Linked DNA regions of Mus musculus: region 2 is linked to region 1. Evidence: chromatin contacts called from public HiChIP or PLAC-seq data. All regions are on one chromosome and are shown on one strand. Each heading gives the region's core, a stretch centred on a gene start, on an enhancer-like site or on the middle of the called end of the contact. The rest is flanking DNA. Distances are from core to core; before and after follow the strand shown. Region 1 has its middle 17 kb from the start of Ackr3. Region 2 has its middle 7.2 kb from the start of Rab17.

Region 1 (6,506 bases), core at 1,055-3,554:
CTGGTTGATCAGTTGTGCTCAGAGGCCTCCCTGAGGGAGAACTGAAGGCTCTTCTCCCACAGAGCGCTGGTTTTGCTCCAGGCTGCCTCACACATGAAGAAATGCTTTAAAACAGACCTGTTTGGGTCCTCAATGGTGGTGTGAAACAAGCCCCTACACCCACAGTTTTGTTTCTTACTTGGAATTCTTAGAGATTGTTTTTCTCCTCATCAGAACCAATAGAGGTAGCCAGATTATCCTCTTATCTTCTCCTTCCTTCCTTCCTTCCTTCCTTCCTTCCTTCCTTCCTTCCTTCCTTCCTCCCTCCCTCCCTCCCTCCCTTCCTTCCTTCTGAATCTTCTCAGGGAAGGGACGGTGCTGTGCACTGTGGGATCTGTCTGATTAGACCCCTGAGCTTTCATGAACACACCAATCCCGAGAGATCCCGTTCTACTGGGAGGGGAGACAATAACGATGAGATGATAATGAGGAGACACAGCAGATGCCGGGAGGATTGCTCAAGGAGAGTTAGAGGGGGAGTTTTTCTGTGACAGCATGGATACTAAAACACACCAGCTCACAATTAGATTGTACAAAGTCCAGCCATGTGCACCTAAGAGGCCACCTTCCCACCAGGAAGGCAATTCTTCACAGCAGATTCGGAGCTTTAATGGAGTAGGTTTTGGTTGAAAGTTCATTTCATTAGGAATCTGAAGGTTCTATGCCCCAGTATAGGGGACTGCCAGAGCCAGGAAGCAGGAATGGGAGGGTTGGTGAGCAGGGTGGGGGGAAGGAGTAGGGGGCTTTCAGAGGGGAAATTAGGAAAGGGGATAACATTTGAAATGTAAATAAAGAAAATATCTAATTAAAAAATACAAAAAAGAGAAAAAGTTGAAAGTTTTCCATCATGGAAAAAGAAAGAGAGAAAGAAAGAAAGAAAGAAAGAAAGAAAGATAAGAAAACCTGAGAATAAAATTGAAAGAGACCTTGAGACATCAGTGAGAGATGGACTGAGTGACAGGAGTGGTCTGAATGGATGTAGAAGATATCCAGAGTGTCACCAGCCACTTACATGACATAGAGGTAATACTGTACCCCATAACACATTCACCAGGACAAACAGATGTTGCCTCGTCTCTTTTTATCATAATAAGTACCCCACACACACAAAAAAAATCTAGGTTTTAATGTATACTTTCTTACATTTTAAATTGTAGCCATTTTCATACTAATTTTGATTTGTCCCATGTTGTTTATTACTCTAAATGTTTACATATTCCTTCCTTCCTTTGTAATTCTCAAAGGCAGTTTTGCTTTTCATAGGAATTCTGGAAGAGAACAATGAAATTGCCTAAGAATCTAAAAGAAAAGTTATCTCCCTTTATTAAACTTTTTCTTTATTGAGAGGGTTTCACGTGTAGCTCAGGCTAGCCCTGCACTCCTTGTTCTCCTACTTCCACTTCCCAAACACTGGGGTTTACAAGCGAGCCCTTAAGGCTGTGCTTAAGAGCGTTAGTATTTTGTTCCATTTTAGAAGAAAGCAGAGGCCACCATCATGTGCCAAGAGCAGGCTACGTGATGGTATATCTTACATGAGATGTGTATGTTGGAATTCCCTTGAGGAATAGGACCCGTGAATGGCAGTAGAGTGCCAAGGGACATGTTTACTTTGACTCACACAGTGTGGACTGGGCAGTCCAAGAGTGGCTGCATGCAGGAGAGGCAGAGAAGTCCTGAATTGCTCACTCCACAAAGGTGAACCTCAAGAGCCCCAATCTGGCACTGGAGACCTGCAGAGCTCCTGGAGAGTCATCATCAGTCCATGTTGGAAGGTATTAAAAAGCTGTGCTCCAGTGTCCCCGGTGTCCCTGAGGATGGCGACAGCAGCTCCAGCAGTGACACACTCTGCAAGAAGCTAAAGTGAGCTAACAGCACTGTCCCCACCTCAGACCTCTCTATCTGAGCCATTGCTGAAAGGCGCCACCCACCCTGGAGGACACTTCTCTCATTTTTGTTCACCCTTCCTGGAAAAACATGCACAGACCCATCCAGAGCTATATCTTTGAGGTGATTCTACATCTAACCAAACTGCAGTCAGGATTAACCATCCTGGGATTATCTATCCTCCTCCTTTAGCTCCAGTGTTGGCTCTTTTCTCAACCACCCACCTACCCTTCCAGCTTTGGGACTGGGAACAAGATGGGAACAAATCCACTCTGGCTGGAGTGAGGTTGCAGGCATACCCCTCATCTTTCAGTAGTACCAGTAGAGTCACATCTTGACTAGCCATGTTGCCTGCAGAGCTGGAAGGATGACTCTAGGTGTTCCTCATTGGCACAGCTAGCCTTCTGGAGTCCATAACTATCAGCTAGCTATAGCTGGTGGCCCAAGTCAGCCTATGAGGCAACCTCACCTACATAGTAGCACTTGGGAGTGTGTTGGCAGGGTCCATCACAGGGAAGCAGACACGCAGAGCCTATGGTGTGGTGGAGGATGCTCGTCTCCTCCCCCATTGCCACTGTGTGTGAAAGAGCAGGAACAGGATACAGCTGGGCCGGGAGGCTTGTGCCAAGTCCATGATTCATCTAGAAGGGGATGGGCCGTGTCTGGTGTGACACCCTATGGCTCTGGTAGGTAGAAAATGTGGTGAAGCCAGGTGTACCTTTAAGAAGAGTGCCACAGATGTGTGTGAGACCTGTCTAGGGGACAGATGAATGAGCACTGCCCACAGACCATAATTTTCTTCATGAGACTGCGTCTGCAGGTTGTGGCAGGCAGAGGGTGTCTGTCTTCAGCCATGGAACCGTTGATCTGTTCAGATGCCCATCAGCTCATCTGAGACAAACTCTGGATTGAAAGTTAGGGAGCTCCCAGTTCTACTGACACCAACCACATTGCCATAGGGTGGAATCCGGTTCTGGCTTTGCTCTGTTCCCGTGGTCATGAGAAAGTCTGTCTCTGGCCAGTCTATGCAGTGATGGTGAAGAGGGAGCAAAGCTGGTGGCGTCCTTTCTGCCTTGGGCTGTGCCTGGACCCAGTGAACCCTGCTGCCAGAATAAGGATAGATTTCTTGCTCCGTGCACTAGCCAGGCTGGGTACTTTTCCAGAGCTGGGGTGAAGGAATCCTCTCAGTTTCCAGGGATTCTGTTACAACTGGAGAACCAACATGTGCAAAACAAAACCAACCAAACAAACCAACCACCACCAACCAACCAACCAACCGTGTATGTGCCTGACAGCTGTGAACTTAGCTGTCCTTCCTTAGATGCCATCTGTCTTGTCATTGTGTGATGATAACGTCTTTCATCGGCCTGGAGCTTGGCCATTAGGTAAGGCTGGATGGCCAGTGAGCTCTAAGAACCTATCTGTCCCGGCCTTGCCAGCTCTAGGAACACAAGAGCACAGTACCCCACCCAGCCTTATGTGAGTTCAGTGGAAGAACCCTGATCCTTATGCTTTCGAGGCAGGCACTTTACCGACCAAGCTATTATCCCAGCCTGAGCCAACAGCTCTCTTCAATTCTGGGCAGGATAAGCAGGTGGATCTGAGTCTTCCCAAGATGGTCAGAGGTTGACTTAACCCTAAGCTCAGGCTAGGCTGCAGACAGGGCGTGCAGTATTTTGAACTTGGGGTTCTTCATCTGTGAAACAAGGACATTTAACAGCCTCTTCAGGGATGTTGCCAGGGCTCCGGAATAGACTCTTGTTTCAAGTGTATGGCTGTCCTTCTTTTCATTGATAATGAAGCTGTTCACTATGTCATGTACCATTGTGCAGAGATGTCCTGCTGGGCAGAGGCAGGAATGGCTTACACCTCTCCACGAGGCACCTGGGGAGAGGCCACCTGTGGGGAGCCGCCCTCACATTCAACGTTGCAAGATGGCGCTGACATCCTGTGTTCTAAGTGGTAAACAAATAATCTGCACATGTGCCAAGGGTAGTTCTCCACCCCATGTGCTCTGCCTTCCCCGTGACGACAACTCGGCCGATGGGCTGCAGCCAATCAGGGAGTGACACGTCCTAGGCGGAGGATAATTCTCCTTAAAAGGGACGGGGTTTTGCCATTCTCTCTCTTGCTTTCTTGTTCTTTTTCTCTCTCTTGCTCGCTGGCTCTCTGGCTCTCTGGCTCTCTTGCTCTCTGGCTCCTGAAGATGTAAGCAATAAAGCTTTTGCCGCAGAAGATTCCGGTTTGTTGCATCTTTCCTGGCCGGTCGCGAACGTGTGTAAGAGCCAACCTGCTTCTTAGTTTATGTCACCCTTGGGTGACAACCCCTGTTATAGAACTATCTTTTTTCTCCCCTTCTGGGGGCGTTATTTTCTTTGGATGCCCTGTCTCAGTTTTCCAGCCTCTCTTAGCACTGATGGAAATACACATCTTGCATCCATCTGAGGGCAAAGGTGATACTATTGGGTGATATGATATTGCCTTACTTCTATGTTAGCCTCTTGAAACTCAGGGCACCTTCTATGTGCCAGCCACAGACAGGAGTCTGGTTTCTCACGCCACCAGCCCTGCATCTCACATCCCTTCTCACTTGGCCACTTCCAGGTCCCCGCTGTGCTTTTGACCTGGGGCATCTGCTTCCAGGCCAGTCTGGTTGTAGCAAAGAAAACAAACTCTAGATGCTTCTGTAAGCACGCAGGAAGTGCTGGTCCGTGATACCCAGAGGCATACGGAACCAGGCAGGGACATGCACCATGAGGGATCCTGGGTAGCTAGCATGATAGGGGTCCTTGGTTCAACCCTTGTCTGTGGGAAGCAAAACCAGGAAGCAGCAGGCTCATGCACTAACCGATACTAGCATGCAAGTGGGTGCCATCCTGCCTCGTCACTTGTCCCTCTTCTGATCCAGTATGAGAGTCTCTGCAAGGCCAAGTGGAGGGTTTGTAGCAGCAAAACGTGCCTTGGGCTGCTGAGAACTATGCCCAGTCATTTCCAGTGCCAGCCGACTCTGACTGATAGCGCAGCCTAGCCCTCCGAGGCCTGGTTCTGCTGGTCAGTCTGTTTCCTCTGTTTTCCCGATCTTGCAGTTGGGACCCTCAGCTGGCCCCACAGCTGTTATCTCTACCCTGGCTCAGGGAGGCCAACAGCCACAGCTCCAGGTTGGGGTTGGAGGGGACAATCTCCCACCATGCTCCGGATGCTACGCTTGGGACTGGCTATGTGTTCGAATCTATGCTCTGGCCTTGTATCTTCTTTCACATCTGCAAATTAATTGAAACATGGTCCACCCCTCCCCTAACACACACGCCATGCAATCACGCAATGCTCTCCCTGGATCTGCCATCTCATAGCAATTCAGAGTTTTGACACATGTCCGCAGCAGAGCCTGGCATTTTCCAGGGCAGAATGGAGAGGATCTTTTAGGATGCAAATTTGTATTGTGAGCTCCTGAAAAGAGATGGAGAAGTGGGGGGGAGGACCTCCCTGCCAGGTCAATGGGCCAGGACTTGCCAGTGTGTCCTTGGGATTGTGTATGAAGGCCACAGGAGAGAATGGACACTGCGGACAGAGAAAGAACTGTCATTTATCTGGAGCTCATTAGTTGGCAGGGGGAATTTTGGGGACAGCGGTAAAGGCCAAGCTGAAGAAACTGCCATCGAGGTCCTTTAAGATGCGTTTCCTTCCAGCCTTCCTCTCTCCCGGTCAGAGGGGGTTGGGAGGATGGGTAGGGGAAGTTTTATCGGGGAGACATAGTGAAATCTTGCTTTTGTTGATAGCTAGAGGATCCAAATACATCGAGGCCACACAGGGATGGTGGTCATGTGATCAGTACATTTGCTCACATAGATGCGTTTGTAGGGATGCCCTTAGAAACAGTGTAAAGTTAACACACAGTACCATCAATCAAAGGGATGCAAGGAGAGGCAGCCACCAGAGCTAAGACTCGCAGGTCACTGCAAAGTTCAGGAGACCCAACCTGCCCACTCTAAAGGAAACACCACACCGTTGAGTTTCAGCATGCTTACCCTTAGCGTGTTTTGAATTTTACATAAAGCAGCAAAGGTAGAGAGGCTGAGAAAGAAGATCCAGAAAGAGAAAGAGCACACAGGGCAACAGGGTCACAGGCTGAGCTGGATGGCCAGCTTGTGGTGGTTGGAGGGTTGAGTGTCTTAAGAGATCAGATACAGAGGAACCTCGCTGGAGCTCAGGAAGGGCACGCCTCATGTTGTGGGAGGGGCCAGAAGCACATCCAGCTGCCAGCTCATTGCATCCTAGGTGCATAAAAGTTCCAGCCTGGGAGGGCACCCAGCTCAGTGCCTGCAGTCTGAACTTATAGCTTTGAACAGTAATGTGGGCTTGTGGGACCAAGGTTGGTTGGCACACATCTGGTGTAGGAAAGAGATCTGGAAGAGAAAGGCTGAGGAAACAGCGTGTCCTTTTAGGTAATGTTTTCATGGCTCCACCCCACCTGTTCTAGGCATCTGGAGCCATTTGTCTTGCGATGTTATTCATCCAGCCCCTCAAAGCATGGCTTTGTTCAGAGCCCGCTTCACACCTGCAACTGTGCCACAGTCATTTAGGGT
Region 2 (6,407 bases), core at 377-2,876, 790 kb after region 1:
ATGCTTATGTAGACACAGTCAAGAGGACAGGGGTGCCCTCTTTCTGGGAGCAGAATGAACAAGGTAAGGCCAACTGCCTGCTAGGCAGGGGATGCCATCAGCAGGCAGACTGAGCTGAACAGGCAACAAGAATGACAGGTGCCAGCTGGGCAGTACTGGTCCACACACAGCGCACAGCTGGCAGCAGGCAGATGACAAAAATGGGCCCAGATGGTTTGTCCAAGCTTGTGTCCATGCTGTAAGCAAAAGGGTGCAGAGCACTTGGGACCAAACAGCACAACTCCAGTCGTGCTCCCACATCCTGGAACCAAAGACTTCCCCATCCAAGTAGTTCCAAGTACCATATAGAAATAACAAGACTGGAAATCTGCAACATGGTTCACCTAAGAATCCAGTATGGAGATGGAATAAGCAAGAAGGATATTTAGTTACACTAGAAAGAAGAAGGAAAGGAAGAAAAAAGGAACAGAGAGCCCAAGAGGACGGTTGCTGAGCTCTGACAGTAGGAGGTTGTGGTGACTTAGGGGGCTACAGGACTTGGGTTCTGTTCACAAGCTGCCAAATCTCTCCTGAAATCCACTTATCCACCTGCTGTGTATACTTTTCTCTTACAGAGTTTTGTTATTGTTGTTGTTGTACTGAATGTAGTATTGCAAATTCCTTACCCAGTAACTGTAGCTGTGTGATTTATGGGTTTGTTTCCTTTGCTGTGTTTCTGGCTTTGATTTTGCTCTTGCAGTGCTAAAGATGGAACCCTGGGTCTGGCACCTGCTGGGCAAACACTGTACCACACTGGGCGTTGTTTCTCTTGCTCATGGTCTCATTTTTCTTGCCACTCACTTCCACGCTAATGGCCCTGCCCAATCTTGTCAAGAAGGCAGAAACAAGCTGCCCAAGCAACTTTATTTTTCTCTTCCTTTTACCTCCAAACCCAGTGCCTTTGCCTTGAAGTCCCGTTTGCAGGATACCTAAAGAGCAGAGGGCAACCCCCAGCAAGACTTGCTGGATTATAGTCAGAGAATAGGAAGGCGTCATGTATTCATGCGCATTGGCACCCGCTCAGCTCAGTGTTGACATAAATTATAAAAAGAGCCCTCCCAGTGTTCCAAGAAATCCCTATATTGTTGCAGGAGTCACATCTTCATCTTCGTTAGCGACTACACCATGCAGCTGAATGCACAAGGCAACCCTAGGGAGAAATGAGCGCATGACAATCAAAGCCATCTTTATACGAAATCCTGGGGAAAATAACTTCTGGAGAGATGGTGTTTTGAATCCTTAATTTATAAACCTGAAAGAAAAAAAAAACAAAAAAAACCAATTCACTGAAAACTCAGAGATGGGCAGTAAACACAAGCCCCCTAGTGTGCACAGCCCTGGTCCAGCCCCCACGGAAAGCATCAGCAGACCCGTCATCTCCAAGCTTGGCAAGGGGGTGGGCACATAGCACTTCCACATGCTGCAGCTCACGCACCAGGGCAGCTGTTTGCTGAGAGGCAAATGGGAATGTCCATCAATGGGCTCCGGCAACAATACAGCCTTTGACTCAGCAGTTGCCCAGGGAGAAACCGTCCTCATCTGTGGTCACGCTCTCCAGCGCATCCGGAAAGGCCAGCGGGCGCAGTGACTCAGCCCTCTGGTTCTTTTGTTGCTCCTAGCTTCCCTAATGCTGACTGCAGCACTGCTCACCCTCACGCCTGCCTGACAAATCATGCTTTAGGAACTCCTTTTGGAAACTTTGTGCAGGGAGCCACATCAGGCTGCAGAGTGGGAGTTCAGATCCAGCTGGGTTGTAGTCATCACCTGGGAACTAGATGGAGGAATGGATAATGGTCTGAGCCTTGAGGTCACAGGCTTTGCCACAGGGAGCCACCTAACAGGCTGGCTCTGGAGTGAGCCTTCTTAAATACCTGTGACCCTCCCAAACCTGGAGGGTGGGTGGACAGAGCCACACTCACTTCTGAATAGCCAGAGCTGCTGTGCCTGTAGCCACCTGAAGGACAAATGTGGACACAAGGGCTCCTCCAAGAATAATGCTCACAGCCAAGGTCACAGAGAGCCACACGGGGCTGAGAGAAGAAGGGCCAGAATAAAGGAAGCCCCGTCTCCTGTAGAGAATCTATGCTCTCCTTTCCAACCCTTGTGTGTGTGTTTGCAAAACAGCTGTAAAAGCCCCACTAATGGAATTGCTTAAACAGCAGAACTCCATTGCCTCAGAGCCAGAAGGCCAGAAGCCCAAGATCAAGGTATCTGGAGGCTCTGGAGAGTAGCCACCCTTCTCCCTGGAGACTGTCAGCAACCCAGGTACCCTTGACTTGTCAAAGCAGCATTGCAATCTTGATCTTTATCTTCACACATTTGTCTCTATGCTGGTGTCTGTCCCCAAACTTCCCTTCTTGTGACAGACATCACCAGTCCCACTCAATTAGGGCCACCCTAATGACTGCATCACTACTTGGTTAGCTCTGAAAAGTCCCTATTTCAGGTCCTGGTCATATTTTAAGGGACACGTGTTAGGAATTCAAATAAGATCATCTTGGGAAGACACAATTCCATTGATAAATATTCATGATGTGTTCAATATTCATGAGAAGATGAGCCTGCATGCACATTCCCCAAGGGCCTGTCCTCTGAGGATTCATGCGCTGGGAGAGGAAGGTTTTACATTTCTCCAAACCTGTCCTGAGTTGAAGAATATCCTCCAAATCCATACCCAAGTGGACCCTGGGGGGAAAGCTCTGGGTGCGGTATTTACCGCTGAATCCCCAGAGCTCAGAAAGCTGGGCAAGGGAGATTGCTGAGTTTGAGGCCAGCATGGGCTACATAGTGAGTTCACGGCAAACCTGGGCTACAGTGTGAGAGCTGAATCTCCAAAAAGCAGAGCTAAGAGTGATTGTTTGCACATGGAACCATAGGACTCGGAGGACCGAGGCAGGAAGGTTTCCACGACTTTGATGACAGACTGGGAAGAAGAAATGGTTCTCAGATGTCACCTTAAACTTGACCGAGGAAGGATGAAGCAAGGCATTCGGAATTGGAAGTGAGTGAACAGATGGGTGCGTGAAAAAAATGAATCAAAAGTTAGAATTCCCACTGAAGTGTGCATGGCCTGACACAGAGCTAAGTGACTCTAGGAGGGAATGTGTGGGTCAGTGAATGACCCTTCATGCACTGTCAGCCCATTCATTCCTCAGTCACCAAGAGACAGCAAAGCAACCTCTTGAACAAAAGGAAGAAGCAGACTTACTATAAACACACACACACACACACACACACACACACACACACACATACACACACACACACACACCACCACCACCACCACCACCACCACCACCACCACCATCAGTGTGTTCTTTCTTATCTAGGAACTGATATGCCTTCATCTTCTTATCTGGCTTGTTGGAGGGCCCTCTCCTTCCTTGGAGTCAGGCCTGGTCCTCCTCATCTACCCTAGCTCTTTTCCAGGGCCAGCAGCTCTCTTCCTGAAAGGGCATCTCTTCTGTGCTCCTTCAGAGCGGCCACAGTGCTGGGCAGCAGCTGAGGTGTCAGGCTGAGTGAGGATCCTGTCATGCTTTCTTGACAAGGCCAAGACCTGATCTGGGACAAAAGGCTTTAGGGATGCCACTGTAAGGGGAAAAAAAGCCAGGTACAAAGAACCAAGTAAACCCAAGACTGCAACGTTCATCCCCCTGCCTCAGAGCTTACCTGACCCTCTCTCCAGCAAGGGCTCATTTCCAATTCTCCATATATTGAACTCTGCTTTAATACCTTGAGACACACTTGTGGGAAGCCATGAACAATCACCATTACAAGATGGTGCTGGCTTCCTCAGTGCCTAACTAGTAAACAAGCAATGTGCGCAGGTGCTGGAGTAAATTCATGCCAAGTCACTGCCCATCCCGGGGTGTAATAGTGGGGTGATGGGTGAGCAGCTAATCAGGAGCTGACATGTGACACGGAGGGGTATTTAAGCAGCACCATTTCCGGGTTCAGGGTCTTCCTGAGAAGTAAGCAATAAAGCTTTGCCGTAGAAGGATCTGGTTGTCCGAGTGTGTTTTGCTGGTGAAACGTTACAAGGACAAGACACACTGAAGACAGGTATGTGCCCTGCTCATTCCAGACACAACAGACACTCTGCTGTGCAGTTACAGTGTGCTAGGCTCTGGGTCATCGGAAAAGTCACAGGATTAGTTTTATCGGATTCTATGTTAGTGCAGCGTTAAAGAATGAGTCTTCCAGGCTGGAGAGATGGCTCAGCAGTTAAGAGTGCTGACTGCTCTTCTGAAGGTTGTGAGTTCAAATCTCAGCAACCACATGATGGCGCAGAACCATCCATAATGAGGTCTGATGCCCTCTTCTGGGGTGTCTGAAGAGAGCTACAGTGAGTGAGCAAGGCTGGATCGAGAAGAAAGACTGTCTGAAGACAGCTACAGTCTACTTACATATAATAATAAATAAATAAATCTTTAAAAAAAAAAGAATGAGTTTTTCTTCCACTTTGCTTCTTGAAGTACTTTAAAACAAGAATGAACCAAGATAAGTTTCCACTTCTTTCCCTGTGCCTTCCATCTGCCTGTCATCTACGGTTTGTGACCTGTGAGTTGTCGATCATATATGTCTGGTGTCTATCCATCCTCTGTCCCCAACAAAGGGGGTTTGCTCTGTACTCACTGAACAACATAGATAGCATGGTGTAGGGGAAGGTGAATTCTTCTACATATATCCTGTTCGGTCACACAAGGGAAGAAGACATTTTACTGACCCCCAACTGACACAGAAAAGCACTCAAAACTGGAAACAAATATTACCAACCTATTTCCAGCCTTTATGGTGGATACATTTTTTGTTTTGTTTTGTTTTGTTTGTGTTTTGTTTTTAGCAATTAAAAAAATTTTTATTGGATAGTTTCTTTATTTATATTTCAAATGTTATTCCCTTTCCCAGTCCCTTGCCCAGAAACTCCCTATCCTATCCCCCCTCCCCCTGCTTCTATGAGGGTATTCACCTACCCACCCACTCCCACCTTTTATTTCTTCCATTGAGAGTGCTCTGTTCAGATATGCCATCCATTTTTTAAATGAGACATTTATTTCTTGATTCTTTTTTAATTCATTATATATTCTGAATGTTCTGTCAGAAATATATGCCACAAAGATTCTCTTCAATTCTGCCTGTTTCTTTCTTTTTTTTTAATTAGGTATTTTCTTCATTTACATTTCCAATGCTATCCCAAAAGTCCCCCATACCCTCCCCCCCACTCCCCTACCCACCCACTCTCACTTCTTGGCCCTGGCGTTCCCCTGTACTGAGGCATATAAAGTTTGCAAGACCAATGGATCTCTCTTTCCAATGATGGCCAACTAGGCCATCTTCTGATACATATGCAGCTAGAGACATGAGCTGGGGGGTGGGGTACTGGTTAGTTCATATTGTTGTTCTACCTATAGGGTTGCAGACCCCTTTAGCTCCTTGGGTACTTTCTCTAGCTCCTCCTTTGGGGGCCCTGTGATCCATCCAATAGCTGACTCTGAGCATCAGGGGACTAATATCCTATATATAAAAAGAACTCAAGAAGGTGGACTCCAGAAAATCAAATAACCCCATTAAAAAATGGGGCTCAGATCTAAACAAAGAATTCTCACCTGAGGAATACCGAATGGCTGAGAAGCACCTGAAAAACTGTTCAGCATCCTTAATCATCAGGGAAATGCAAATCAAAACAACCCTGCAATTCCACCTCACGCCAGTCAGAATGGCTAGGATCAAAAACTCAGGTGACAGCAGATGCTGGCGAGGATGTGGAGAAAGAGGAACACTCCTCCATTGTTGGTAGGATTGCAAGCTTGTACAACCACTCTGGAAATCAGTCTGGCGGTTCCTCAGAAAATCGGACATAGTACTACCGGAGGATCCAGCAATACCTCTCCTGGGCATATATCCAGAAGATGTTCCAACTGGTAAGAAGGACACATGCTCCACTATGTTCATAGCAGCCTTATTTATAATAGCCAGAAGCTGGAAAGAACCCAGATGTCCCTCAACAGAGGAATGGATACAGAAAATGTGGTACATTTACACAATGGAGTACTACTCAGCTATTAAAAAGAATGAATTTATGAAATTCCTAAGCAAATGGATGGACCTGGAGGGCATCATCCTGAGTGAGGTAACACAATCACAAAAGAACTCACATGATATGTACTCACTGATAAGTGGATACATGTTAAGGTTCCTTTTAACTTATTAGCTGCTTTCAGCATATGATTACCACAAAATGTACACACACTCACAGAGAGAGAGAGAGAGAGAGAGAGAGAGAGAGAGAGAGAGAGAGAGAGAGAGTTCTTAGCCAGGGGTATAAAAGAGTATATAGCTCAAGATTAAAGCCACATATTTAGCTTAGA

Evidence for each region. HiChIP or PLAC-seq counts read pairs in DNA pulled down with a chosen protein or histone mark.
Region 2: an HNF4G HiChIP or PLAC-seq map of pancreatic cancer cells shows a contact between it and region 1. The contact joins two enhancer-like sites. A contact is called at or near these places in 2 of 39 promoter capture datasets (embryonic stem cells and hippocampal neurons) and 1 of 115 datasets of contacts at active chromatin or transcription factors (pancreatic cancer cells).

Annotation. Positions count from the first base shown.
Region 1 is chr1:90,183,852-90,190,357 of GRCm38.p6, forward strand. No RefSeq gene overlaps it. Among named protein-coding and RNA genes, the nearest start is that of Ackr3, 17 kb to the right of the region's middle. Within about 2 kb of position 2,305, at least 9 of the 459 cell types and tissues checked have an H3K27ac peak or open chromatin away from gene starts, as enhancers often do. A contact at or near this core is called in pancreatic cancer cells, where this site is marked.
Region 2 is chr1:90,973,570-90,979,976 of GRCm38.p6, forward strand. No RefSeq gene overlaps it. Among named protein-coding and RNA genes, the nearest start is that of Rab17, 7.2 kb to the left of the region's middle. Within about 2 kb of position 1,627, at least 169 of the 459 cell types and tissues checked have an H3K27ac peak or open chromatin away from gene starts, as enhancers often do. A contact at or near this core is called in pancreatic cancer cells, where this site is marked.